6 separate regions of the Mus musculus genome follow, and regions 2, 3, 4, 5 and 6 are each linked to region 1. Evidence: chromatin contacts called from public HiChIP or PLAC-seq data. All regions are on one chromosome and are shown on one strand. The core of a region is the stretch at or near the end of the contact, and the rest is flanking DNA. Distances in the headings are between cores, read along the strand shown.

Region 1 (4,427 bases), core at 876-3,375:
CTTTGTGTTCCATGAGTGTAGCAGAAAACTTCCACATGGGAGGTACTAGTGTACACAGATGTAAGACAACACTCTCACCACAAGAAGACAAGTGCATAGCAGAGACCTAGGCATTTAGGGCACAGGCCTTAAGTCCCAGCACTCAGGACTCAGAGGTAGAACGAAGAGGAATGGAAGATTCCTATGTAACTACATAGGGTTACAGGCTAGGCTGTCCTACAGGAAACCCTGTCTCAAAAGCAAAAAGAAGAAAAATTGTGTTAGTTTCCAATCTCCACTGCTCAGTGTTCACTTAGGCACATCAGAGGACTGATGGAGCCATTGTCAAGTGCCTGCTGTAGGCCCCAGAGTGGGCTTCTGCCTGTGTGACATCATGAGACATCTAGCGCATAGCAGAAGAAGGCAACATTATAAATTAATCAGGAGCGGGATCACCTGTCAGAGTGGATGGATGGATGGATGGATGGATGGGTGGATAAGCAGCAAGCTCTGAGCTAGTCATGTCTCTGCTTCCCTGTGACACTGGGAGAGGTATCTAGAAAATGATGGGATGAATTGCAAAGTCCTCTCCAGTCCTTACTGCTTGCCATGCTGTGCCATCTTAAGCAAGCCTTGAAGGGCAGCTGGGAAGAGAGCTAAGCGCTGACAGAGGCTAGAGCACCTCGTTGCAGTCTTTTGCATTTACACCAATCTCATAGACTCAGAAATTAAGATAATGGAAGCTGCCAGTCTCCCGGTTTTTAAATAACTTCTTAGGGGGCTGGGGAAAATTAGTGGGTAAGGTGTTCATATTACAAGCACGAGGATCTGAGCTTGATGCCTTAGAGCCCACGGGAAGCTGGGTGAGGTAGCACTCAAACAAGGCGGAAGGTGGCTGGCAGCCATGGATGACCTATGACCTCGACAGGCATGCTGTGATGTGTGCACACTAGCAGATGGAGAGGCACACACACATAGTACACACATCATTTTAAAATTAGATATTGGTGTTATCTTTGTAAGAAGATAAAAATGAAATATATATTCAATACAGAGGGGGGGAATTATAGCTAAATTTTTCCAGTATCTAGTGTGTTAGCTGTGATAGTAAATATTTTCAATGCATTATCTGACTTAATTCTCACAATAGGCAATACTTTTCACAGAGAGGAAACTAACAAATTCCTTATGGAAATTTCCAGTTCCAATCAATTAGTAAAGCTATCCTAACAACAGTTTACCCAGATTCTGTACTTTTAATATAGAAAAGCCAAAAGAAACTCAAAACAATTTAGACTAAAATGTAAACATCAGAGCGACTGAATTAATTTGTTACCTCTCTAGCATTTTAAGATAAAAAAAAATTCTTGAAGTTAAACTGAAATACTCAAATTGAATACTTTATGTATTTCCACACAACCTCAGAAGATTTTATTGGCAAGTTACAAATTAGATGATTAAATATAGGTTGCTCCATTCACCTTACTGTCTTTCATTCCAGTGCCATATTGATTTCTATTCCAATCCCTCCTATGCAGAGATAACTGCATTTAGGACACGTTGCAGAATTATCTACCACATCCCAGGTGTTATCCAGTAGTCAGCCCTTCTTTGTTCTGAGGTATTCAGCTGCTACTGAGACTATGGTAATGTTGAACCTTCTACATACCATGCTTTTCCTATTCTTATAGCTATGAAAAAGCTTAACATATGAAGTAAATCAGTAGGAGACTAACATAGCTAAAAACAAAATAGAAAATTATAACAGTGATATGTTATGTTCTCTGCCTCCCTCCCTCCCTCCCTCCCTCCTTCCCTCCCTCCCTCTGTCCCTTCCTCCCTTCTCTGTCTATCTGTCTCACCCCCACCCCCATCCTGTACTCACACTTCTTGTGATGCTATGATATAATGCCTGCAAGATATAAAAGATGGGGTAAAGCAAATGACCCAGCAACGCGCCACTTTATTAGGCTTCTCTACACACACTCAAGGCAGTAAATCTGATAATCAATTCAGTCGCCAGGTGACTAACAGGTAGGGGTAAATCCATACAATATGGATACTCCAGGCCGAAGGGATGGCAGGCATCCTGGCAGGATAGAGCAAGATTTTTATCCAGCTACTCAGAGCAGCATGCAATTCACAACTGAGTTGTTTATTTCTGGAATTTTCCATTGAATACTTTCAGTCTGTGGTTGACCACAGATGACTGAAACCGTGGAAAGCGAAAGTAGATCAAGGGGCAAAGGTGCGGCTTTAGCTATCTAGAAGTGTTTTATTTGACAGAGGTCTTGCCCCTCAGACTGTGTGCATGGAGAAGGGAGAAAGCCTTTCTTCCTCGTGCTTGCTTGGTTTAAAAGAAAACCACAGTTGTCAGAGCATTAGAAGATGGAAGCACGGCTCTTGTAATTTTCTGATGGAGCTTGCGTGGAGCCACCATCTGTGTGTAGGGCAGTTCTGAGTGTCGTGCATCTGATTTCAATAAGTGGAAGAATAGTTCCATCCTCCAGCGCATTAGCAGGCAGGCACATCTGCTCTGCCTCATGCCGCAGAAGCCAAGAGAAAGCCTCTCTGGTGAAGCCTGTGGTCCAACTTGACAACAGAAGACAGTAGTTGCTGTTGGATCCTTTCCAATCCCCACGGAGGTCACGTTTTGACCCTGAGCCTTTTGGATCATGGAAGCCAAGCTGGTATTGTTCATTATCATTAGTCGTGTTGTCTTGACCAGAAAAGGGGAAATCTATGAAGTCTGGATGCAGGATTCTCAAGTCTGGAATTCCTCCCACACATGGAAAACAAGCCTCAGTCAAGGAAACAATGTCCCTGTGTTTGTCACCCACTCATTTCAGGATCTGACCATGGAGAAGAATTTACTCTTTATCAGAGTGCTCCTCACCTGGGATTGATGAGCCACGTCACTGAGCCACAGTCAGAGGATGCCAGCCAGGTGAATATGTGGCAATTAAAGAAAAAAAAACCACTCTGGCACTCTGTAACTGGAAATGCATCCCTGGCCTTGGCAGGAGTCCCCCATTTGCTGTAATGTTTGGATAATTATCAGCAATAAGATGTTTTATTGAACAGTATTTGGACAATGAAGACGAAAAGCTAAACATGCTAATTATTTCCATGTCAATAAGAGAAATGTCCCTTCATCTTCAGACCACAAACATTTCAACTGGCCTTAGGCAATACTGTAAAGTTGGTAACAAGAGTGTCTGTCCCCTTTCTCTCTCCAAAGGGTTGCCCCTCTCTCAGACAGGGGCTCCTAAGGTCAGGACCACACAGAATCATCTGGTGGATTAGAAGGATCCTTTCCTCAGATAGGTGCAGTCATGCCAGGGACAGGGTTTGGAGAGTAGACCCTTTTTCATCTCCTTGGCTTAATGCCTTGACAGTCTGCACAACTGTGATCTGCACAACTGTGGGCTTCTAACTCTGTCTCTCCACCATTGATGGAATAATACTTTCCTTCCAGCCCATCCAGCTGACTTCTCAAATGACGGTGTCATCCCGAGGACCAGGAACCTCAAATGACTGTGCTTTGCTGGAAGGGGCAGGGGATGTGCCTGTGGATCCCAGGGAACGGTCGGGAAGGGATGCTTCAGGGAATTGTACTGGTAGACCATGAGTGTAGCATAGCAGAGAGAGAGCTTGGGACCACTCGTCTTTCTGTCCATTGGCCAGGCTGCCTTGCTCGCTGCCCACCCTGTGCAGTCTCTTTCCATGAAAACTCCAGGCTCTCTAACCGCTCTTTCTTCCTTGTTGCCTCCTTTAAGAAGACAGAGCCCTCAAACAGCCACCATCATTGCATCTAATCCCCATGCCACCCTAGCAGCCACCTGCTGGCCCTTACTCACCCAATAGTTCCTGTGTTGTGGAGACTCTCTCCCATCTGTACCATGAAGCATGCAGCCTCATGCTTCATGACCTTCAAGATCAGGAGTTAGCAGTTGAGGGTACTGCCATGACCATGCCTGATCCTGTGCTTGAGTGGAAGCCCACTGGCAATGCATAAGAAAGCAAGAAAGTACTAACCTGTTTGTGCATGTATGTGCATACACACATACTTGAACACATAGGTGTGCACACACGCCACACAGGTGCCACATCTTTTTTTGCACCAAACTGCCACAGCAAAACTTGAACCTCAGGGGTGGCTGTCCATCCTTACTTCCTGATAGTCTTCATTAAAATGTCAAAATCCCTTTTCTTTTGGGAAATCTCTCTATAGAGCTACGATGCTAAGTGGGTATACGCAGATGGTAGATTCTGTTCATTTAGAATGTTGCTGTCACATGTGGTCTATCCTGTAGCACCCACTCACCCGAGGCTACTTGTGCTCAGGGACAAAGTGGCAAACTGCAGCTTCGCCATCTCCTGTCCTGTGTCCTCAGCTGGGCTCCCAGCCCTGACTATTGTGCCTCAGAAACCCATGTTATATTAAG
Region 2 (4,427 bases), core at 563-3,062, 220 kb before region 1:
TTATGAAAACACCGTAGCATCTTCCATGTGAGAGTTGAGTACCTGCAGACTGGGCAGGATCCTGGGTCCCGTGGATGCTAAAGGAGGACTTTGTGTGTCTCTGGGTGAATTATCTGTTCATTGTTCACCTGCCTGCTGGTTGCTAAGCTGCACAAAGGTTCGACTCTGTGACTGGATTCTTGTGTCTGACATAGCACCCAGCCTGCACAAAACATTTTGCTGGGGTAAATGTGTTTATAAGGTTCATAATTCATCTGAGGTATGAGCCTGTGGTACCAGCTTTCTTCTCTCATGAAGAGAGCCAAGTGCCGTCTGTTCTCTTTGGGGCTTTTGCCTGTAGTGGACAGTGAAGGCTGCTGGCTTGATCAAACACGTACCATGGTTCTAGCAAACATGCTTCCCCCTTCCCGGTTGTGCCCTTGTTTGACTTCATTCTATACAACTTGATTAGGGTCTCCTCTTAAGTCCCATCTCATGATAGTATTATTATTATATCCTTGAAGGTAGTAATTAGAGTTATGAAGAGTCGTTTTTTCCTGGTTCTTTTCCTGAGTGGCTGGACTTTAGCTAATTCATTTAATCTCCTTGAATCTTAGTATTTTCATCCTTTAAATGATAGTGAAGTGTGTCTTGCTGAATATTACCTGTTTCTGGTAAATGTGCAAAGAAATGACTGTCAAAGCAAGCAGAAAACTGCTAAATGAGCATAAAATCCAAAAAAATTTATCATTTTATGACTTTTGAAATTCATTATAATGCCTGACACTTTGCAGGCACCAGCCAACTGGTGCGCCTCCATCTATTATTTAATGTGGTGAGGGGATATGCTATCACTTGTCACCACTAAGGACCCACTAAATCTCATCTCATTCCATCCCCCCACTTCTCGTTTGATGAAGAGGAACCTGAGGCTAGGAAAGGTTAAGCAACACATTCAAGGTCACACAGCTAAGAGCCTGTGCTCTCACGGGGTTCCCACATTTGCCTTCCTCTGGTCCCAGAACAGGGACAGCTTCTGGTCATGCTAAGAGGTAAAGGATTCAGCCAGCTCTATGAAGGTATTAAAGGCAGAGCTGGGACCAGCGCGAGGCCTGTCGGCTGTCGGTCCAGTGCTCAGCTCCGGCTCCCTTTCTGGCAGAGGTGGACACCTGAGATAGAAGGAGGCTCTCGTAGCTTCTTCTGTTCTCACCTCTTGGAGGCGTGCCTCTCACGGTCCAGGTTTCTTTTTTGTCATCGAATATATTTATATTTATATTCCTTTCACAAAGGAGAAAATGGGAGCATAGAGAGATCGCCTGAGCTTTTCTCTTCCAGGTAGAACACTTCCACATACTGCAGTAAGAGGAGAAAGCCGGATGGTTGGAATTTGAATATGAGGAGACACGTTAGTGACAAGCAGTAAGGCTGAACTGGAAGAAGCCAGCCAATCCCCTTCCACTTCCTTCCTGAGGTCTTTGCCTCTTCTGAGCTTGGCTTAGCCCTGACCGGAGTGAGCTCAGACACGACAGAAAGAAAGAGGAAATAGATTGTGTTTGTCTGTGGTGCTAGAGTAAGATACGGAGCAACAGTCACCCTAAAGGCCAGCCTGGACTTCCCCAGCTGACATTTGCTTTACTCGGGGGATCGATAATCTTGGCCGCAACACCTACAAAACCTGGGCCTGAGCTGCCTCCATTTCCAGCCTGCTTGGGTTTCAGTTCTTTCCAAGGTATCATTTCCTGGTTGTTTCTTTGGCAGTTTCTTCTGCACCGGCAAGGTTTAGTGTGCCCGGGCGTTTACCAGGTGTTGGCTCCCCCCTGCTGTCAGAAAGAAGCATTGCAAGGACTTGACAAGTTGCGTGTATCTCATGAACTCAAGAACTCATTGTCTGGGAGTGCTTGTCTCACGTCTCCTCAACAAGACATTGACTGTCCACGCGAGTGGGTCCAAGATCGGTAGCCATCAGTGCTCAGTTCACACTGCTGTTTATGCATTAAGGGAGTCGGTTTATGGAGCAATCAACGTGGTTTAGCACGCAATGCTTTCTAATTTCTGAGAACTTGGGCCTTTTGTTAAGGCCACTCCCAGCCTTCCTGGCCTCCTCTGAGCAGGCAGCATGGATACTTCTGATCGCGGTGGGAGCTGAATCCACCTTAGGTGCCTTGACACTCTCAGGCTTTTTACAGCAGGTCACCAGAGACTGGAGTCCCTTCAGGGCTGAGGAAGTGGAAGGGTTTCATCAGTCTACTGAGAGCTACCGGCCACTTGAGGTCCTCAGGGTTGGAGAGGCTAAGTTTCCTTCTTATTTACATTGCTGAACTGTCCTAGAGCAGTGGTCCTGGGCTCCTGTTACCAGCTTCAGAGGCTTGTCTCAGCCCTTAGGGCAGGGGCTCTCAGCCTTTGAATAGAGACTCAACCCCTTTCGCAGGGTCGCAGAAGACCATGGGAAGACGTAGAAATTTACATTACAATTCATAAAGATAGCAAAATTAAAGTCATAAAGTAGCAATAAAATAATTTTATGGCTGGGGGTCACCACACCACGAGGAACTGTATTAAAGGGTCACAGCATCAGGAAGGCTGAGAGCCACCGCCTTAGGAGGCGTCTACATCTTCAGCTCATGCTCCGTCTCTTGTCTGGGCTTCTTGTTTTCCTTGCCTTTCAGGTTCCCATGTTCTTAAAGTCCTAGAGGTCATAGGTTCCCCAAAGCTTCTTTCCAAAGAATAAAGGCCACCGCCCACTACTCTATATTGTAAGCACGCACTGTCTCTTGGGTTCCTCCTCATTTGTGTGACTCAAGCCTTTCTTACCCCCATAGGTACTACTCGGGACTCTCTCCCAGGGTGCATTGCTTCTGCTCCAGCTAGAATATAAATAGCTGGCTGCCAGTCCCTGGGCCGTCCCCTCAATACTTCAAACTGTGTGTGCCAGGGAGGGATTCAGCCAGGAGCGCACAGAGATGGCTCAGAGACTCCGGCTTTCCAATGGCCTGTGTCACTCAGCAGGCCCCGAGCATCTGTAGATTCTAAGCAAACATTTTATTTTGTCTTTGTCTGCATTATGACATGGTTTGTGATCCCCCCCCCCCACTTATCACATCTGCAGTGTGTTGGGTGTCTACAGTGTTGGAGATGAGGCTGGGGCTGACGCTGTATTCTGGACGATGTTTCCCACAGGTGATTTGTGCTTTACCCAGCACAAGGGCAGCTTCTGGTCAGGCAGAGAGGTAAAGGATTCAGGCAGCTCCATGAAGGTATTAAAGGCAGAGCTGGGACCAGCGTGAGGCCTGTCGGTCCAGTGCTCAGCTCTGGGCTCCCTTCCTGGCAGAGGTGGACCCCTGGGTCAGAAGGAGGTTCATGAAAGCCCCTCTCATCGAAGATGACAGAAAGTTTCAAAGGCAAATAAATATTCACTGGAGGCAAAGTGTGAACACTTCAAAGGAGAGTCACTGAAACATTCCCTTCGGGGGAGGGAGAGGGGGGGATGACACTTAGAGTTCAGAAATCCCAGAGGGTAGTGTGTCTGGCCAATCTCGGTAAGATGGGCAGGTACTTTCTCTTATTAATGTTTTGAAATCCCTCCTTTTTTTTTTTTCTTCTTTTACAAAGGGGAAAAAATGTTATCCTCAGGTCATGAAGCTGATGTGGGCTCAGGAAGCCTGTGATCACACACACACACACACACACACACACACACACACACACACACAAAGAGAGAGAGAGAGAGAGAGAGAGAGAGAGAGAGAGAGAGAGAGAGAGAGAGAGAGAGAGAGAATCAATGCTTCTTGATTTTATCCAGCTCCCAACCTTTTGTCCCTCTCAGCTATCCATCTGCTCCTCTCCCCTCATCCTTGGGAGCCTCTGCAGAGGTGCAGGTGACAGCAAAAGCTCTTCCTCAGAGGTGTGAGCTCACCTAAGTCCCCTGCCCCCACAGGACCCTCCTGAGACCCTTCCCTTTCTTTCAAAGCACCTTCTCTATTTCAGCCTTGCGTCTCCCCTCCCCCATTATCATCACCCTCTCTGTTATGATTTCAACCCCCCAAGACCTCTGTTGGGACTTGCTCACATTCTCCTGACTCTCAGGGGGTCTTCCTGCTGGTTGGTATTTCTCAACATCAGCCCCTTCCCTTGGGCTTCCCCACCCCTTTGCCCACTTGACAGCTGCCGTGGGGATTAATGATAGAATCTCTCATCCAGGTGCTGGCGGGCAGGAGTGGGAAGGGGCTACATGAAAGTGAGGGGTCCTGGATCTGCGAGTGGGTGGGCTTGTTTCTTCAGAAGGGACCCCCAAGGTCGTTTAGAATACCTTGAATTTAATATATGGATCCTTTTGTGGTCAACAAAGTAAGTTTAAAATATTTTTGTTGAAAGTAACTTACAGAAAGGACACCTTCCCCCACTCCATCCCCAATACACACAGCATTGGTGCCCTGGCAGGAGACTGCCTT
Region 3 (4,427 bases), core at 1,074-3,573, 180 kb after region 1:
GTATCACAGATCTCCGTCATTACCTCTCCACATTTTCTCTATGTGAATACAGCTTCTAGTTTCCTTTTAATAGAATGCTTAATATACTTCCTTTTCCAAGAGTAAACTGGCAAGCATCAGAGTACATTCAAAATAAATACAAATAGTTGCCAGGTAGAGAAGTATAAGGCTTTGCCAAGAGTTCAAAGAAACCCTGGGAGAGAGCTGCTGCCCACGATGGGCATAGAGAGGTGTAAGGACCATAGTTAAAGCCAAAACTTATCAATTGTTTCTATAAAGAGCTAGATAGTAAATATTTTTAGGTTCGTGGTTTTTATGGTCTGTGCTACGATGAATGCAGCTTTGTCTTTCATGAAAACAAGCTTAACAAACAGTAAACAAATGAGCATCATTGTTTCCAATAAAACTTTATTAGCAAAATCAGGCCCATATGCTTTGCAGGTCAATTTCCTTCATCATCCTACCACATCCTTTTATTTTATGCTGTTATTCTTTCTTTTATGTTCTCCCCAGTCAGATCTAGCCCACTTGCAGTTTTTCCCCCAGCGTTACCCTTGTTATTTTCTCTGCAACAGCTCAGGAACAGTCTACACTGACAGCAGCCTTGTCCTCACAGCATCCTTTCTGCTCTGTCCTGATTTTAGCTGGTACGATTTCAAGCTTCCCCACCCTACCCCATGCCTACAACGGAGATAGCAACATCAGCACCACACAGGGCAATCCAGTGCTGAGCTGGAGCGGCACAGTGCATATAGAACCACGTGTATGCAGCGGAAAATACTTTCAGGTCATTCGTTTCGATTTATGAATCTGTTTGGCAGCCTTTGTTCTACTCTCTCGCATGAGACTCTGCCAAGTTTATAAATACTTCCTCTGAATGACAATAAATTTGGTCTCCCCTAATCTTTCTCCCCATAGATAAAATCTCATTGAGGTTGGAATAGCACTAACACTCAACAGTAACTGCTTTCTTGCTTGATTTCAACACCCGAAGCAAATGAATCTGAGGGCCTCCTATGTCTGAGGTCACAGGCTGCTTGCCTCCAGGACTCTTGCCTGTCTGTATCCTGACAGTTGGAAGCTCACGCGCTTGGATAACTGCCTCTCATGCTGTTTTGTTTTATGAAGTCAAGACCATTGATAAAACGCAGACAGTTTGCAGAAAGAGCCTAGAGAAGGTCATTCCTCTGGACCCTTGGCTGCACCTTCTCTGACAACAGATGAATTCACCAGATGTATCAGAAGCGGCCCTCTTTTCCTCGTGCAAGATGAGCGTGCCCTTTGTTTGATGAGCCTTGAAGAGCTTAAAGGTAAGGAAGCATAATTATATATCATCTCGATCTCGTTTTTCTCCTTAATTCTTTCTTTATTACTTCTGCAACTTGCCAGGTGCTTAACATAGAGGCAGACACACAAGACTTCTAAAAGGCACTTGCCTATCAACACTGCTATCAAACTTGCAGTTGGCTTGCCTCTATCCCATATCTACTCAACTCCAGAAAACTCACTCAGCCACTTAGTAACTGTCTAAAGAAGTGCTTGGTGCAGGTTATAACCTGAATTGATAATTAACCAATCAATCTTTTTTTTTTTTTAAAGCACAGTGAAAAATCACTATGCTTGCTGCCAGTAAGCATGGGGAAAAATAATACACCTTTGAATCCTGTTTTCTTTCCCTGCAAGTTTGATAGCAGTGTTGATAGGCAAGTGCCTTTTAGAAGTCTTGTGTGTCTGCCTCTATGTTAAGCACCTGGCAAAATATGAATGCAGAGAGAGAAAACCTGTAGCCATGTAGAGGAGAAATAGACAAAGCAGAGGCCAGAGGTCCCAGGGCCAGACACATAGCCCAGTGGGACCCCCAGGGCAGATTTTTTCCTTTCTCTTTTCTCTCCCTTCTTTTCCTCTGCTTCTGTTTCCTCTTCCTTTCTGCTTTTCACCACCCCCAATGTGGAATACATTCGTCAATGCTCTCTACAGCTATGTTTTCTTTTTAAAGATTACTGTTACACCCTAATAACATTGACTAATATATATTTTTTAATTCGGAATTTGTACAATTTCGGTGCCAATTAATAATTATATAAAAATTCCATTTACTTCTTGGGTCATTGGCCTGTAACGTCCACAGGTCTTGACAGGTTTAAATTGAACTGGAAAAGAAACCTTCCTTGTTTTAGGATGCCTCACAGCTGCGATGATTTAGAGAGTTCCCGCTCTTCTTCCCTTTTGCCCCTCCCCCTCTCTGGTTACTCACACTCAGCTGTGTCACCCTAGTGACCAATGAGCAAGGAATCTGCCATAGGTTCCTTGGGGAAGGAATGACTCACAGTAATCCACCTCCCTCCTGACAAGCCACCTGTGACTCCCTCTGCCAAGGGCTGGGGCAGGGCTCTGTACACAATGTGGTCCCCGCTCCATCAAGGCTGCTTGATTGATAGAGAGCCAGGTGGCCGCCAGGCTGGCCCCATGTAAGCCCGCAGGAAAGATACACCAGCGAGGTTCAGAGTCCCAGAGGTGGCCTTCGGGAGTCCAGCATGAGCTAACCCCGTAGGCTCGTAAATTGTCCCCAGATCTGAATTTAAACCTTCTCCGGGCAGAGAAACTTTGAGCTTCTCACTCCGAGTTTCGGGCACGTTATTTTCATCTACGGATAAAAGATAATAAAAGGTAACACTGCCCATTTAATGGATTTCTTGAGAGCATCCAGGACGCAGTATCCAGAAAGTTCCTAGAGGATGGGATAAGAGTAAGGAGAATGGAGGCAGACAGGGACCAACTCCTGGGTTCATCTAGAGTAGTATGGGAGAGCAGAGTCCAGCCAGCCCTCGTATCAAAGAGAAATATCTTGCTTCCAACAATGGTTGTTTCCTGCTCTTGCTGACTACACAGCACCACCTAGGGGCGGAGCACGCTTGGAGCCGACCAAGGTCCCGCAAGGAACGTTAACCCCACAGAAAGCCTTTGCCTCTTTTGGACTTCCCAGTCTCCACGGCTCCTCTTGCCTCTGCTCTCTCTTCCCTGGCCCATGTCCTTTCCCACCCAATCCTCGTTTCTTCTCATCCTCTTTCCCTAATGCACTGTTTTTCACACAGGGGTCCTCAGGGCTTTGAACTGAATGTAAATCTGTGGGAAGTCAGATAACATCCATTCTCAAACAGCCCTAACCCTCTTCTTACACTCCCTGCGATTGACTTCTTTTAGATGGCACCAAGGATTGCCATGGTTACATTGTCCTTGGGCTGGGACAGGGACCTCTAGTGCTGTGGACAGTAGGGCCTGGGGATTTCCACTTCGGTCAGCGAGAGTGCAATGAGATGGGTCACTCTCAGGTCATATCTCTATCCCAGGAGCCTATTTTTCCTAGTGGGAATCCTTACTCTCTGACTAAACTTAGATGGAAGAACAGAGTTGGAGAGTTGGCTCTGTGGTTGATAGAGTTAGTTATTTTTACAGATGACCTGGGGCTCTGTTTCTCAGCTCCTACATGGCAGCTCACAGCTGTGTGTAACTCCATGGTATCCAATACCCTCTTCTGACATCAATAAGTGCAGTATATACCTATGGTACACATACACACATTCAGGCAGTGCACTTATTGCAAACAATAATTTTAAAATTTTTATATAGAGATGTATATGCATGCATATATGTATACATATACATACACATATATACACATATGTACACATATATGCATACATATATACATATACATGAACACAAAAAAATAGAAGAGTGAAGGGTTATTTTGGCTAAGTCTACATTTTATGAGACTTTCCAATTTCAACCATTATTCTAGAAACTGTGACATATATACAGGGCTGAAGTATTTGTTTTAAAACACATTTATGGGCTTGAGAGATAGCTCAGAGGCTAAGAGTATTGTCTCCTCTTCCAGAGGTCCTGAGTTCAATTGCCAACAATCACATGGTGGCTCACAACTATCTGTAATAGGATCTGATACCCTCTTCTGGTGTGTCTGAAGGCAGCTACAGCGTACTCACATACATAAAGTAAATAATTAAAAAGAAAAAAGACATTTACAGAGAGATGTTGGATTCAGTTCAGCATTCTCTCCACACCTCCTTAAGTCTCTCTCATTCTTCTCAAGAGGTAAGATTTGCTTTCAAATCCCAACAAGTTGTCCTTGAACTGAGATCAAGTTTGTTCAATATAAAGTGTTTCAAAACCGCAACATGAGCACTGCAACGTGATAATAAGTATTCCTGAGTGTTATCAGAATACATCACTTCAATAGTCTATGTGTTCCTAAATTTCCCAGAAAACTATTGAATGCCAATGGAGGTGGTCGAGAGCATAAGTATCGAGTTACTGCATTCCTCTTTACTCATGGTTTGCCAGACCTGATGTTATTTGGTGTACACATTTGCTCTGATTACCGCACACAAAATTCAAAGTCAGTTTGG
Region 4 (4,427 bases), core at 1,127-3,626, 190 kb before region 1:
GACGCCATGGTCTGAAACCTGTTATTTGGCTGACCACATGGAAGAGTCTTACTTTTATAGGGCAAAGTTGCCCATGGAGGCAGTTTCCTGTGGTTAGTCTAATACAAAAGCCTTTTCTGAGGCTACTTCTTCAGTCTTGCAGTTTTGTCTTTTGTTTGTTTGTTTTGTTTACTTTTCTCTCTCTCCCCACCACATCCCTTTGAGCACTTTTACTCTCCTGAGCAGTCCTGCTCTTCCTGTGTGCTGCATGAGATCAGGGCCCCAGAAGAAAGTAGATGGCAGACTTGAGCCAAGGTATTAAGGAGGGTTTCATGAGGGTACCATTTATAAAGATGAGTTCAAACTGAAGGGAAACTGACACGAGGCCTTGAAGTCTTTGTGGAGACAGCAATAGAAAATGGTCCCTGTGTACCCCAAGTCCTGAAGGAGACAGCAATAGAAAGTGGTCCCTGTGTACCCCAAGTCCTGAAGGAGACAGCAATAGAAAGTGGTCCCTGTGTACCCCAAGTCCTGAAGGAGACAGCAATAGAAAGTGGTCCCTGTGTACCCCAAGTCCTGAAGGAGACAGCAATAGAAAGTGGTCCCTGTGTACCCCAAGTCCTGAAGGAGACAGCAATAGAAAGTGGTCCCTGTGTACCCCAAGTCCTGAAGGAGACAGCAATAGAAAGTGGTCCCTGTGTACCCCAAGTCCTGAAGGAGACAGAGAAAGGAGGGATCACTACCAAGCTGAGGACCACAGTAGAACGGAGGAGAGTCCCACACACTGGAGATGTAGTAAAATGTAGCCTTTTCCAGTTCCAAGGTCAGCAGGGAGGAATCTTTTCCTTCTTCCTGTGCTTGTCTCTCTGCTGGTATTTCCCACAGGCCAGCCCCAGCCAGAGCCAACAGGCCTGGCCAGAGCAGGAGGGAGGAGACCCTGCTACAGAGATCAGAGTGGCTACAGTGTCAGGAACTGGCTGGAGGAGTTGGTGACCTTCCTATTAGTTTTTGTTTATTGTAAATTTCCACTTGGCCAGACTGGACATTTTATCTTTTGTGAGTGAGGCAAAAGCCTGGAGAACATTTAGAGAATTATTTACACCTATTATATTTTAAACTGGACAGTACCTCAGCAGCTCAGCAGTGATGCAATCGATACTCAATGTTCTTACCACAAGCTTAACCAAATGTTAATATTCTACCAGATTTAGTTCAAATATTTATTTAAGGAAATAAAGTGTTGCAAATTCAGCTATAACCATCTCCCCTAACCCTAACCTCCCACCTTGTAGCCATTTACCCCCTGAAGTGTCACCTTCTGTAACACTGTGATATATTCACAAACAACACACAGTAGGTATGTTTATTTTTAAGTGGTTAAAACCGAAATCCCATTTTTTTCAACTTAGCTTTCTTTAAACTTAACTATATATTTTTTTGAGATTTATTCGTGTTAATAAGTCACTTGTAGTTCATTCATTGTATTCTTTTTTTGTATGTAGAATATGTGTCATGCACATGTTATGTACATGACAGGGTGTTTGTACATACGTGTGGAGGTAAGGAGTTGACATTGGGTATTGACCTCCATCATTCTCCACCGTAGCTTCAAACCAGGTTTCTCACTGAACCTGGAGCTCGCTGATGCGGCTGGCTAATGAGCCTCAGCGATGTTTGTGTCTTTATTTTTTCCAGGGCTAGGTTATAGGTATAAGCCACCACTCCTGGCTTTTCTCACGGGTGCTGGAGATCTGAATTCAAGGGCCCACACTGATTTGAAGGCCTCATGGTCAGACAGCAAGCGCTTCTCCCCAGCCCCACCAACAGCTCCTCATAAGACCACACTACGCTTTAGTGCACGCCTGTGTTGGTGGATGTTTTGGTTGTTCCAGGTCTCTTCATTTTTCTCTCTTGACCCCCCCTTCCTTTCCTCTTCCATTCTAAATTCCATCATTATTGTTACAGATTCTATGTTAGGCATCCTCAGATCGGATTACATCGCTTCTGAGATTCACACCTGGAAGAGGAACGCCCATCTTCAACTCTACTAAGAATGCTACTTCATCCCCTAGACGGGTTGTACCAATTTACAAAGTCTGCATAAGCCAGGGATATCGAAAGCCTTTTTGTGTCTGCTCCAAAGGGAGTCGAACCTCAAAGGCACTGATTCAGGGGTCCAGGGAGGCTGTAGTGAAAGATCCCTGTTTACTGTTACTGAGACTTCAACGACAGAGAGCACCGATTTTTTGTTCAGGCAGAAATGTTCCAATTCACCTTTCCCCTGGTGGTATATCACTGTATTCATGCTGAATCCACCCAGGGCTGCTATGCAAAGAGGAGAGGAGACTTGCCTGTCCCAGCTCCCTGCAGGGCTGAGGCTGACAAGCCAGCTGGTGCTGTGTGCCAAGCAGCTTGGCAGTGAGCAATTCAGCTGGTTCCTGGGACAGGAGGCAGCAGTGACTGATCACAGAACTGAACATCTTCAGAGCTCTTTTACTCTATAAATATAGTCTTTGCAGAAAGCAGTGAAGATGGCGAAGCTTCCGGCCAACAGCAAACACAGCAAGAGAGGCTAGGGTGTGGCGTGTGAGCTTCGGAGTCAGGAGTTGATCAGGGGGGCTGGTCACCTGTGACGTCATTCTCCAGATTGCAACTCTGTGTGAACAAACACTTCAGTTTGTGTTACAGTTTGGGGGAGTGTTTGTTTTTTAAGAGACAGAGCACAAAATTATGAATTCTAAACTAGGGTCTTGGTAAACTGTCTCTGCTTTGGTGACTCTGAGGGAGGGACAAGAGGCTCAGGGTGTCTGGGAGGGCACTGTCAGTGTCTCCTCAATGGCTGGGCACTATGAATTCAGTGTTGTAGAAGAGTGAGAGTGGAGATAGAAGCTGGGTACTAGAGATGCCCAAAACCAATGAGAGGATGTGTGTTGGAGGGTGTTTGTGTACGTGCACAAAGGAGGGAAACAGGGTAGTGAGAAGCTTGGCAGCCAGTGGTGTAAAGATGAGAAGAACTAGGAACGGTGTTGGGGAGGTGGTTTTGGAGATGGTCCCATAGACTCCACTAGATGCTCAGCCCCTAGTTAGAACTAATTACTAGCTGCTGCTGGTCAGTGATGGATGGGGCAGAGGTGTACTGCGGGTTAGGAAGGACGGGTACGTGCATAACCCCGTGCTCTCTCCCCTGCTTTACACAGGGATGAGTTTAACTGACGAGTGACTGAAACAAACCATGTACCTCTTAAACATCAGTGTGTCTGCATAGAAGACGTCAGGCACTTAGAGAATAAAGTGTTAAAGGATCAAGGTCCTCCCTCACCCTCGGGAACTGGGGGTAGGGGGTTGTCAACAAACTGTCCCTATGAGTTGCAGTAAATAAGGGGGGGAGGAAAAGGGCCTTCTGGAAACCTACTTCAAAGGACAGAGCCATCTTCCAGATGGGCAGTTCCATGGGTCGAACTTGCCTTCCAATCAGAGAGGGGCCCTTGCTTTCAGAATCAAAGTCGGGGACATAGTCTAACACGGTAACAGAATACTTGAAACGCCAGCTTTCCAGGAGCACCGGATTCTGAGTCGGGAGGTCGCTGTGGGGAGGTTGAGTCTCTTCAGAAAACATTGAAGAGGAACAGAAGAAGCGGCTTTCTGGAGAAGCTCGGCTGAGCACATTGATAGACACATTTCTAGTTTCCTCTTGGAACCATTTGGGGTGGCCTGCTTATTCTCATTTTATAGAGGTTACATCCAACAGCTGGGCAGTTTTAACCATTTCTCAGTTACCCAGTTAGTCTATGGTGGGGCCTCTGTTCTTCAGTGGCCTAGATTCTTCTCCAGCTCTGAGGAAATGAGGGCAGTGGTGAGAGTCCTTTCGCAGGCTGTCGATGTGCTGAAGGGCTTTGCTTCTGGTCCATTCCATTGTCTATCACCTCCATCCAGGGAGGATATGCAAGGCAGCATCTGCCACGACAACCTGGAATGTTTCTTGTCCTTGTTGGAGCACTGTGGGTGAGAGGGTGCTGAGTGTGGCCACGCCCTTGTGAGAATTCACACCTGCGAGACCTGTCATGCATACATTTATGTTCAGTTCTTACTGTTGTTATACACACACAGAGAAAGGCTTATCATAAACAAATACCGTCAATTAGTTATATCCAAGAAGTACCTGTGTAACGTCCGTTCACTTGGATGAGGAAAGAGACCAGTTTCCAGAATCTTTTCTCATGACCACTCCTCCATCTCCAAAAGGTAAGCTTCCTTAAAGTCAAGCTTTAAAAAAAATTTTTTTTATTAAAGACAACAACAAACTTCTAATGCTGCAATTGATTTTCCTATCCTCATTTTGACCTTGAACTCAGCCATATGGTATTTCCCTTTACTATCAGTTTCCTTTTTCATGTTGTCAAGTATAGTTTACATATTTCCATGTTGGCATAATGTTCCATTGCACTTGG
Region 5 (4,427 bases), core at 527-3,026, 170 kb before region 1:
AAGGCCAGATCCATATTCTACCAGCCAAGAGAATAGTATGAACATATATATAAAACCTGGCCGTCTTCCTATACACAGTGTGGCCTGAGGCAAGCTTATCTCTTGGAGATCTTGATCATACCATCTGAGGAATAAAAACCACAGTGCAGCCTCAAGTGGTGCCTGTACAGTTGAAATGAGATACAGTAATGACTATAATACCATATGAATACACTAATACCAACATGTAAGGATTTAACCAAGTGGCTCCAAGGGAACAGCTCAATGTTCCATGCCACTGGAAAGCTCTCCCGTCACAGTGAACTCTCTCTTAGTTGATTGGAATGACAGTGTAGGGGTACGGTTAAGGCCTGGCCTGAAACAAACCCAACCAAAGTCCATTCGAAGGGTTTTTGAAATCTTTAGACATATTTTATAGGAAAAAATCGCTGGTTATACATATTCCTATCGCAAGTAACAGATGCAATTGTAAGCAAGATCTCAGAGGAGAATCAATTTTAGGCCATGAATAAGAACTTTGCAGAAGAAAAAGAGTAATGCGTTTGAAGTTAAAAATCCATCCCTCCTTTCCCCTCTCCATGCCTTCTGTGTCTCTGTCACTTCTTTCTGTGGCATGTAGTGACATCCTGGGATTGACTTAAAAATAATGCCAAACAACATCCACAGAAAACTGTGTTGACACTCTGGAAATGGATGTCTGGTAATGCAGAAGATGGATCCGGGGAGACCCAGGAACTCACACTAAAGGTAAAGATGAAGAACTTGGAGGAGGACATTTTATGAGTACAGGAAAAACCATTTCTGAAATAGTATATGATTGTAGGTACTCTGTGACTCAGACATTTTCAGTCATATTTTTTTTTCAATGTAAGTGGACATTTAACTCTTTCATCTACTGCCTTCCATGCTTGAGGGCTAACACCGGGGAGAGCACCTTCTGGGTTCTAAGCCCTAGGGACTCAGGAGTGAGTGGGTTTTCTCTCAGCCCCACTTCTCAGGTAAGCTTTATCTCCCCTTACCATGGACCCACTGTTTGGGCTTTCCTGGTTATGGCTTGGGGAAGCAGCTCCCGTCTCCCCATCTCACCTCAGCTTTCAATTTACCTGTGGAAGGCACAGATGCTAAGATTGTCATTCCTGAGCAAGTCTGTTCATAATATCCCAGGAAGGTGATCCAGACAGACACGGGTTAGGTTGGGTCTCATCCCTGGACTGCTCAGCTGTGACCACATTTTACCTGTTCCGCTTGACTTGTGTGTGACTGGAAACACAGTGGACATTATTAGAGACATAACATTTGGTGTGTGTGTGGAGGAAACCAACATTTACAGGTCTGTGTATGGTAGAAGATGGGAGGGTTTTGGGCAGTGAGTAACATGTGAAGATGTGCATTTGGTTTTCCTGTGAGGAATGACATCATTGGCAAAGACTATGAATAGACTTTCAGAAGAGTGTATGAGAGGAACCAGGGATCTTTTGAGACCCTGAAGAGTTTTGAAATAGACAGTGATGGCCCGCAGTGAAACTATGTTTCCTGCCAATCTTCTAGGAACTGACAGAAGCTGAAGACAGCAGAAGGAAGAGGGGGCAGTTGGTGGATGAACTCTGAGGAGAGATGAACACACTCAGACATAGCTGGTGGAGGGGTTTCCCGTCCTGCGCCCTGGCTTCCCGTTTGTGGAAAAACATTCTCTCTGGAGTCAGACAAGCATAGAGAATCTCTGACAAGACTTAATGGTGACAAAATGTGAGGACTCATGAGTCACCCTGGCTGGTGCTGTCTGCTGAATGTGTGGGCCCAGATGCAAACACACACCTTACACAAGGGCAGGCTCACTGGTTAACAATGACTCAACAGAGGTGGTACAGATAAACGGGATGACTCACAAGTTCAAATTCTGCAGTTCCTTCCTGTGGTTGGAGGACAGGTGATTTTCAGAGTGATCACCTCCGAGGGCCACTTTCTCCATGTCTTATCTTTAATTCTCCAGGTCAGTTCAGCCTTTTGGGACATCTGTGCTAGAGATTAGGCCAGCCATATTAGGATCTTAGCCTGTTAGTCGGTTTTCTCTGAGATACCCGTCGTCAGCTTCTTTATTCTAATTGTTCATCCACAACTTTTCTATTCTCATACATGCATGTGGGGTGCTGGGGTGCCTGCCTGAGGAGTGATACAGATTTGAAGTGCCTCTGAGGGCTGTCCGGAACTTGCTTTATGTAGAATTTGTTTCAGTTGGAGACTCTTCAGCCCTCTGCCTCCACGTGCGTATGTGTGTGTGCATGTGCATGTGTGCATGTCTAGGGCAACGGTGTAGTACCAGCAGGGAAATATGGCCCAGAAAGTCCTCGGACCTTTCTCACTCTCACTTACTAATCATGCCGAGCCTTGGGCAGGATATTTGACTGCCATTTTTCTCACTTGTAAATTAACCTCCTCTATGAGGGTGATAGAAGAATAAATGTGACATTTCTGTAACATCTCTGTCTGGAACATCACACACCAAGTTGTGCTGATTGAATTGGCATGATTTCCGAGGATCCTTTTCTGGGTGGTGTTTCTACGCAATATCTGACCAGGGCCATGACTGCTGGCGTATGAAGGCCTCTCTAGAAAGGGATCATTTTCCTTGTCCCCCTAATGTGACTCCAGCTGACCGGCCTATGGTTCTGAATATTGGATACAGGTTGTTCTCTGCAGGAGGGTCCCCGGGCTGAAGGATCGTGGACTCCATGCGTGTTCCCTCCACCTTTCTTGGGGCTTAAGACCCCGTATTTTGAGCCTCAGAGAACCTGGCATAGCATGTGTTGCTCATCCAGGATCTCACCTGGGACTGGAGAGAGTATAAAGTTACTCTTGCCTGAGCCACACTGCCTTTGCATACTCGGCTTCCTCCCTCTGAAGCAGTCTTCTCACATCTGGAGCAAACCTTAGTCATTCTTTAGCAGGCTGCTCATTGCAAAGCATTTTCTGGCCATGCTCAGGGAATTCCGTTGCTCCCTTTTCTGTGTACCCCAGCTCTGTGCTGGTGCCTATGTCTAAGCTCCTGTTAGTTACCTGCGGCTTGGGACTGTCAAGGCTGTTCAATTTCATCGGCTCCCCTGCTGGTTCTGTTTTCTGCATTGTAAAGTCATTCTCTTGGTTCCCAAGGGCACTCTACTTTCTCTGGCCCCAAGCTTGTATACATGTCAGTCCCTCTTCTGACAGCCCTGCAGACGACCCCTGTCCCGTGCGTCCTTGGCCTCAGCCTGTATGGAGAGCTTCTATGGGGAATGTTGCCAAGCATGTGCATCTAAGGTGGTATTCCCGTGGATTCTGTGGTCCCATGGATTCTCTTAGTCCCTGTCACGTCTCTGCCACTGCATCACCTGCCTGGCTGGACTGTGTGTGAGGGAATGGGATTCTGTGGCTTGCTCTACGCTACATTCCAGATTCTGGCACTGGCCTAGAGTAGCCACTTGCCACATCGATTTTCATGTCCGTTTGTTTCTTGCCAAAAAGTGTTAGCTCCTTGGAGAGGAGCCGATCTCCATGCCAAGCCTGTCTCCAGTGTCACTGTGGGCTTCTCACTCAGGCTGACTTATGCCATGGACTCCTAGGCCCCATTACAGCAAACTCCAAACTTTTTTTTTTTGCCATCAAATTTCTTTTTTTAGCATCAGAGAAGGAAGAAGATGGCAGAAGTCCCAGAGACCTGGCTCTGTGCAGATTGCAAAGGCTCCTCCATCTCTGGCAGGTGGTCCTGCCTGCCTTCCTTCCCTTCTTCTCCTCTCGTCCCTTTGCCCTGCCCCTCCCCACCTCCCCAGCTGAGCTGTTACTGGCAGTTAATATTTCTGAGCTTTTCTGAAGGCTGAGAGGCGCTCTGGCCTCGATGGAGAGTGTGGATCAGTTTTGTCCAGGCATGGGCCTGCCACGCTTAGTAACTGTTCCCTCAAATCTGGTCACTGCCAATCTGACTCTGCCTTCTTCATTTGATCAATATGTCGAGTGCTGGGGTCAATGGGAGTTGTCCCATGGGTTCCTGGCTCATTTATTAAAAATGTGGAACAATTTAAGCTCTTGCTGCACTGACTGCAAGGCCCCGTGCACATGTTTCCAACAGGCCAGGGGGAGGGGTGGGGCTTCGAGGTCAAGTTTCAGATGCGATTAATTCAATGTAAAGGTGAGCTTGCCAGGCCTGGAAGAAAGAAAAACTGACAGTTGATTTATGATCTGGCTTTTAAACAAATCACCCCTAAAACCTAGCTCTTTTCATGATGGCAAGGGCTCAATTTGTATTCAAGCGTCATCCCTGGGCACTGAGTGCTACCTTGTAGTCAACAGCTGGTGGAAAGAGATGGGACCCCCGCAGGCTTCCATAATACATTGCAAAAGACATGGCATTGTGTCCAGTTCTCTCTCTAACTCCTTAAGGACAAAATATACTGTTG
Region 6 (4,427 bases), core at 1,433-3,932, 150 kb after region 1:
GAAAGCCCGGAACATTTAGGGGTACAGTTGTACATTGCCCCCTGTGAACTGCAGACTTTAGGATTGTGCTATAGGTTTTCATTGGAAACAGGCTGTTGGTTTGACTAGATTTGGGGGTAGAAATCTGAAGGCATTCTGCAAATGGTGAATGATGTTTGTTGATGCTCTAATTTGACCCCATGGAGTGAGAAGGCCCCCAGCTGTACACACTTTTCTGCTTTGTCACTGTGGTAGCCAGTGTCTAGACGTGGTGCTAAGACATAACAGGTACCCCACACATGTTTGCAAAATGACTGAGAAGCGGTAAGGGAGTCTTTCCATGAGCCAGCAGTGTCACCGTGGGCACACAATTTTCTAGTCAGTTTCCTTTCTCTACCCCACCAAAGTGACTAATCAGAGGGCCTGACTGTCCAGGTATCTGACCCAAACCCCAAGCTTTGTCACTAGGGCTGGCATCTGTCCCATCTTTCCTAGCATATACAGAAGACTCCGTGTCAACTTTCTGAGGAGTGCCTCTAAGAATAGTTTGTGTTTTATTCCAATCATTACTCTGTGGGCATTCCTGGAACAAAAGGGCTGTTCTTTTCTTCGTTTAAAAAAATGTATTTACTGTGGGTGGTGGTAGTGGTGGTTGTGGTGTGTGTGTGTGTGTGTGTGTGTGTGTGTGTGTGTGTGTGTGTGTGTGTAGGTCAGAGGACAACTTTCAGAACTCGAATCTCTCCTTCCAGTGTGGCTTCCAGGGCTCGAACCCATGACATAAGCCTTGGCAGCGTCTTTACCCACTAGAGCCTTTCTTTCTTTCTTTCTTTCTTTCTTTCTTTCTTTCTTTCTTTCTTTCTTTCTTTCTTTCTTTCTTTCCTTCCTTCCTTCCTTCTTTCTTCTTCCTTCCTTCCTTCCTTCCTTCCTTCCTCTCTCTCTCTCTCTCTCTCTCTCTCTTTCTTTCTTTAATCTTTTTTTTACAGTCCAGTTGTTATCCCCCGCCTGCTCTGCCCTCTGACTGTTCCTCATCCCATACCTCCCCACCCCCTTCCAAGGGGATGTCCCCACCCTTACCCAGACCTTCCCACTCCCTGGAGCCTCAAGTCTCTCAAGGGTTAGGTGCATCTTCTCTCACTGAGGCCAGATCAGACAGTCTTCTGCTGTGGATGTGTTGGGAGCCTCATGTCAGCTGGTGTATGCTGCCTGGTGGGTGGTTCAGTATCTGACAGATCTCAGGGGTCCAGGTTAGTTGAGATTGCTGGTCTTCCTATGGGGTCGCCCTCCTCCTCAGTTTCTTCCAGCCTTTCCCTAACTCAACCACAGGGGTCACTGGCTTCTGTCCATGGTTGGGTGCATCTAAGTCTTTCAGCTGCTTGTTGGGCCTCTCAAGGGACAGTCATGCTAGGCTCCTGTCTGTAAGCAAACCATAGCACCAGTATAGTGTTAGGTCTTGGAGCCTCCCCTTGAGCTGGATTCCAAGTTGGGCTGGTCACTGGACCTCTTTTCCCTCAAACTCTTCTCCATCTCCATCCCTGCAGTTCTTTCAGACAGGAACAATTCTGGGTCAGAGTTCTGACTGTGGGATAGCAACCCCATCCCTCCATTTGATACCCTATCCTTCCACTGGAGGTGGGCTCCACAAGTTCCCTCTCCCCACTGTAGGGTATTTCATCTCAGGTCCCTCCCTTTGAGTCCTGAGAGTCTCTCACCTCCCAGGTCTCTGGTACATTCTAGAGGGTCCCCCCACCTCCTACCTCCCAAGGTCGCCTGTTTCCATTCTTTCTGCTGGCCCTCAGGACTTCAGTTCTGTCCCCCCCCCCATACCTGACCATGTTCCCCTCTTCCCCTCCCTGTCCTCTCTTCTACCTGGGTTTCTTCCTCCCTCTGCCCCCATGATTGCTTTCTTCTCCCTCCCAAGTGGGACTGAGGTATTCTTACTTCCACCAGGGCCTCTTGCCTGTCTGAAATGTTCTTTTCAAATAGCCCCGTGCTAGCTCTGGCTACCACGGTGACAACAGAGTGCCAAGTGCTCACCTGGTGCCCTCCTCCTCACAGGCTTATGGAGAACAAGGCCTCTTCTAATTCTCGCTGTGCCTATCCTTGCTGAGACAGGAGTCTCGAAGCCATAGCTCCAGCACCTATGGGTGAGCACACATCCCATCTGGCTCTTGCTAACATAGTTAGGGAACAACATGATGCCTGTGAGCCCATTTTGTATAGTCCAGGCATTTCTCAGCCCTACAGTGAATTCTGTTGCCTCACTTCAGACACTGTCTGAGGGAGGCTGAGGGAAGCCTTCGGCTGTGGTCTCAACCTCTCTAGAGTCTGATTTTCTAACATTTCTCTAAGTGATTCTGGTGTGATGGATTTCTTAGCCAAAGTGAACAGCACTGTAGGTGGACAGGTGGCTGTCAGTTCCCTGCCACCCACCAAGAAACTCAGCACCTTTTATCACGCCCGCCCACCCCATGCTCTCCCGGGGCCTCCAGGGGCCTGCTTTTCCTGCTGCACCTGGAGGAATTCTACCTTCTCCTCCAAGTCACCATTCGTCATCGGCAGCTCCTGCTCCCGAGTTGGACAGTTAAGCATGCAGGGCAGGGAGGGGGTGACTCATTGGCACACACTCAGGGCCTAGCCCCAGCACTTGGCCCAGAACGGGCCTTTATTACTCTATACCTCTCATTCACGTTTCTCCAAGTTCTCACACTTACGGAGGTGAGTGCCGTGACAGCTCATGCTGCACGTGTTAATGACACACCAGGCACCCGAGACAGATGAGATCAGAGAACAGAAATGAAAGTGGCTTAGATTTGGGTGAGAGGCTCTAGCTTACTCATGCCAAGGGTTATTGCAGTTGAAATCTAGCTGTGGCTGGTGATCAAAAGCCTTACAGAGTGAGGGGGCAGAGAGGATCCTGGGGGGACGTTCATGAGCCCTGTGTGCATGGAGCCCACTCCAGTGCACACACAACAACAGCAGCCACTCCCTGACACCCCCCCCCCCCCGTGCACTCACACCCACACTTCCATTCACCTCCTGACACAGCTGTCTGGAGTCACTGCCCATTCAGCCCTCTTTGCACTGTTCAGTCAGGCACTACAGGAGTAAGAAAATTATCCTCATTATCACTGAGGATAGCTTAGGAAATCCATTCTTTTGTGTGTGTGTGTGTGTGTGTGTGTGTGTGTGTGTGTGTGCGCACGCGTGCACACACGCGCAAACTCATATACACACACAAAACCACACACACACATACCAGGAAGCCTCACAACAGTCAACTTGTAACAGAAACTAGGATGCTCTACAGCGACTTGTCCAAACTTGAGTATAGGCCCAGCTCTATCTGGACTATGAGAGGATTTACTGTTACATAAAAGCTAGCCACTGCACCGGTCTCCTTGCCTCTCCCTGACTGCAGCTGCGCACCTTCCTTAGAAACCTTTCTTCTCTACACTTATTCTCTTTTTCTTACTATTCTCTTGCTCTCCCTCCCTCCCTCCCTTCTTCCCACCTCTCTCTCTCTCTCTCTCTCTCTCTCTCTCGCTCTTTCTCCCTCCCTCCCTCCCTTCCTCTCTATCAGTCAGTCAGTCAGTCAGTCTGTCTGTCTGTCTGTCTGCCTCTGTCTCCCCCCCCATTCTCTCGCTCTCTTTTCATCTCCCCATCTTCTCTATTGTCTTCCATTCTTATAGTTTCCTATCCCTGGCCATATCCAGTCTGCTTCTTTCTTTATGCTCTGGAATCTTCCAGATGCCTCTGTTTTTGTTTTTTGTTTTTTTTTCTCTTATATCCACAATAAAAACTTTACCCGTATCATGGACTGGTCATGTCAGCAGTTTCTATACTGAACCCCCTCACATACAGGTTCCATGGGATGGGGACAGAATTAAGTTGCTATAACGAGAGATAGGTTGTGAAGCCACTCTCCAGGACACTGCAAGTCACCTACAGTGCTGAGTAGTCATGTGAGCACATGGCATATGGCACACGGTATGACACGATGACGTCATTGTTATAGCAACTCAATTCTGTCCCCATCCCATGGTGTATGGCCTTCTTGCTGGTTACTTTCTCCCTGGCTAATTTCATTCATGCCTGTGGCTTTAGTTAACAATGTCCAAAGAAGATACACATCTTCACCCAGGTCTATAGTGCACCTCCTACTTGATAATCATCTATGGAATGCTGACTAATGGCTCGGTTTCTGCATCCAGGAACCTGGTATGGTTCCACCCTCTTCACTTAGTCACTTGGATTAGATTTATCACGTCCAATCCTGCCTTTTAATCCATGATAACAAATTGGGGTAGGGCAGAAACACAACTGTGTTATGTGTGCTGGTTATAAAAGAGAAGGGCTCAGCTTCGGGATGTTGGTGGGTGCAGAGAGAACCTCAGTGGAACAGAAGGTTTCACTGGGGCCTCCTGCTGTATTCTGAGGCTCCAGTCTCT

What was found. HiChIP or PLAC-seq counts read pairs in DNA pulled down with a chosen protein or histone mark.
Region 2: a contact with region 1 is called in a FOXA1 HiChIP or PLAC-seq map of pancreatic cancer cells. The contact joins two enhancer-like sites. A contact is called at or near these places in 1 of 115 datasets of contacts at active chromatin or transcription factors (pancreatic cancer cells) and 1 of 9 other capture datasets (adipose tissue).
Region 3: a contact with region 1 is called in a FOXA1 HiChIP or PLAC-seq map of pancreatic cancer cells. The contact joins two enhancer-like sites. A contact is called at or near these places in 1 of 15 datasets of contacts at CTCF or cohesin (the NIH/3T3 cell line), 3 of 115 datasets of contacts at active chromatin or transcription factors (embryonic stem cells, fibro-adipogenic progenitors and pancreatic cancer cells) and 1 of 9 other capture datasets (adipose tissue).
Region 4: an HNF4G HiChIP or PLAC-seq map of pancreatic cancer cells shows a contact between it and region 1. The contact joins two enhancer-like sites. A contact is called at or near these places in 1 of 15 datasets of contacts at CTCF or cohesin (the NIH/3T3 cell line), 6 of 484 Hi-C or Micro-C datasets (cortical neurons, embryonic fibroblasts, embryonic stem cells and 3 more), 5 of 115 datasets of contacts at active chromatin or transcription factors (embryonic fibroblasts, embryonic stem cells, heart atrium and 2 more) and 1 of 9 other capture datasets (embryonic stem cells).
Region 5: a contact with region 1 is called in a FOXA1 HiChIP or PLAC-seq map of pancreatic cancer cells. The contact joins two enhancer-like sites. A contact is called at or near these places in 3 of 115 datasets of contacts at active chromatin or transcription factors (embryonic fibroblasts, embryonic stem cells and pancreatic cancer cells) and 1 of 9 other capture datasets (liver).
Region 6: a contact with region 1 is called in a FOXA1 HiChIP or PLAC-seq map of pancreatic cancer cells. The contact joins two enhancer-like sites. A contact is called at or near these places in 2 of 484 Hi-C or Micro-C datasets (nephron progenitors and pancreatic cancer cells), 3 of 115 datasets of contacts at active chromatin or transcription factors (cardiomyocytes, fibro-adipogenic progenitors and pancreatic cancer cells) and 1 of 9 other capture datasets (embryonic stem cells).

What each region holds. Positions count from the first base shown.
Region 1 is chr3:102,488,684-102,493,110 of GRCm38.p6, reverse strand. The region is part of intron 1 of Ngf (nerve growth factor); the gene reads right to left. Among named protein-coding and RNA genes, the nearest start is that of Gm46818, 15 kb to the left of the region's middle. Within about 2 kb of position 2,125, at least 62 of the 459 cell types and tissues checked have an H3K27ac peak or open chromatin away from gene starts, as enhancers often do. A contact at or near this core is called in pancreatic cancer cells, where this site is marked.
Region 2 is chr3:102,712,551-102,716,977 of GRCm38.p6, reverse strand. No RefSeq gene overlaps it. Among named protein-coding and RNA genes, the nearest start is that of Tspan2, 20 kb to the left of the region's middle. Within about 2 kb of position 1,812, at least 195 of the 459 cell types and tissues checked have an H3K27ac peak or open chromatin away from gene starts, as enhancers often do. A contact at or near this core is called in pancreatic cancer cells, where this site is marked.
Region 3 is chr3:102,308,392-102,312,818 of GRCm38.p6, reverse strand. No RefSeq gene overlaps it. Among named protein-coding and RNA genes, the nearest start is that of A230001M10Rik, 48 kb to the right of the region's middle. Within about 2 kb of position 2,323, at least 56 of the 459 cell types and tissues checked have an H3K27ac peak or open chromatin away from gene starts, as enhancers often do. A contact at or near this core is called in pancreatic cancer cells, where this site is marked.
Region 4 is chr3:102,675,295-102,679,721 of GRCm38.p6, reverse strand. No RefSeq gene overlaps it. Among named protein-coding and RNA genes, the nearest start is that of Gm40112, 17 kb to the left of the region's middle. Within about 2 kb of position 2,376, at least 72 of the 459 cell types and tissues checked have an H3K27ac peak or open chromatin away from gene starts, as enhancers often do. A contact at or near this core is called in pancreatic cancer cells, where this site is marked.
Region 5 is chr3:102,656,925-102,661,351 of GRCm38.p6, reverse strand. No RefSeq gene overlaps it. Among named protein-coding and RNA genes, the nearest start is that of Gm40112, 35 kb to the left of the region's middle. Within about 2 kb of position 1,776, at least 32 of the 459 cell types and tissues checked have an H3K27ac peak or open chromatin away from gene starts, as enhancers often do. A contact at or near this core is called in pancreatic cancer cells, where this site is marked.
Region 6 is chr3:102,336,391-102,340,817 of GRCm38.p6, reverse strand. No RefSeq gene overlaps it. Among named protein-coding and RNA genes, the nearest start is that of Gm40110, 34 kb to the left of the region's middle. Within about 2 kb of position 2,682, at least 57 of the 459 cell types and tissues checked have an H3K27ac peak or open chromatin away from gene starts, as enhancers often do. A contact at or near this core is called in pancreatic cancer cells, where this site is marked.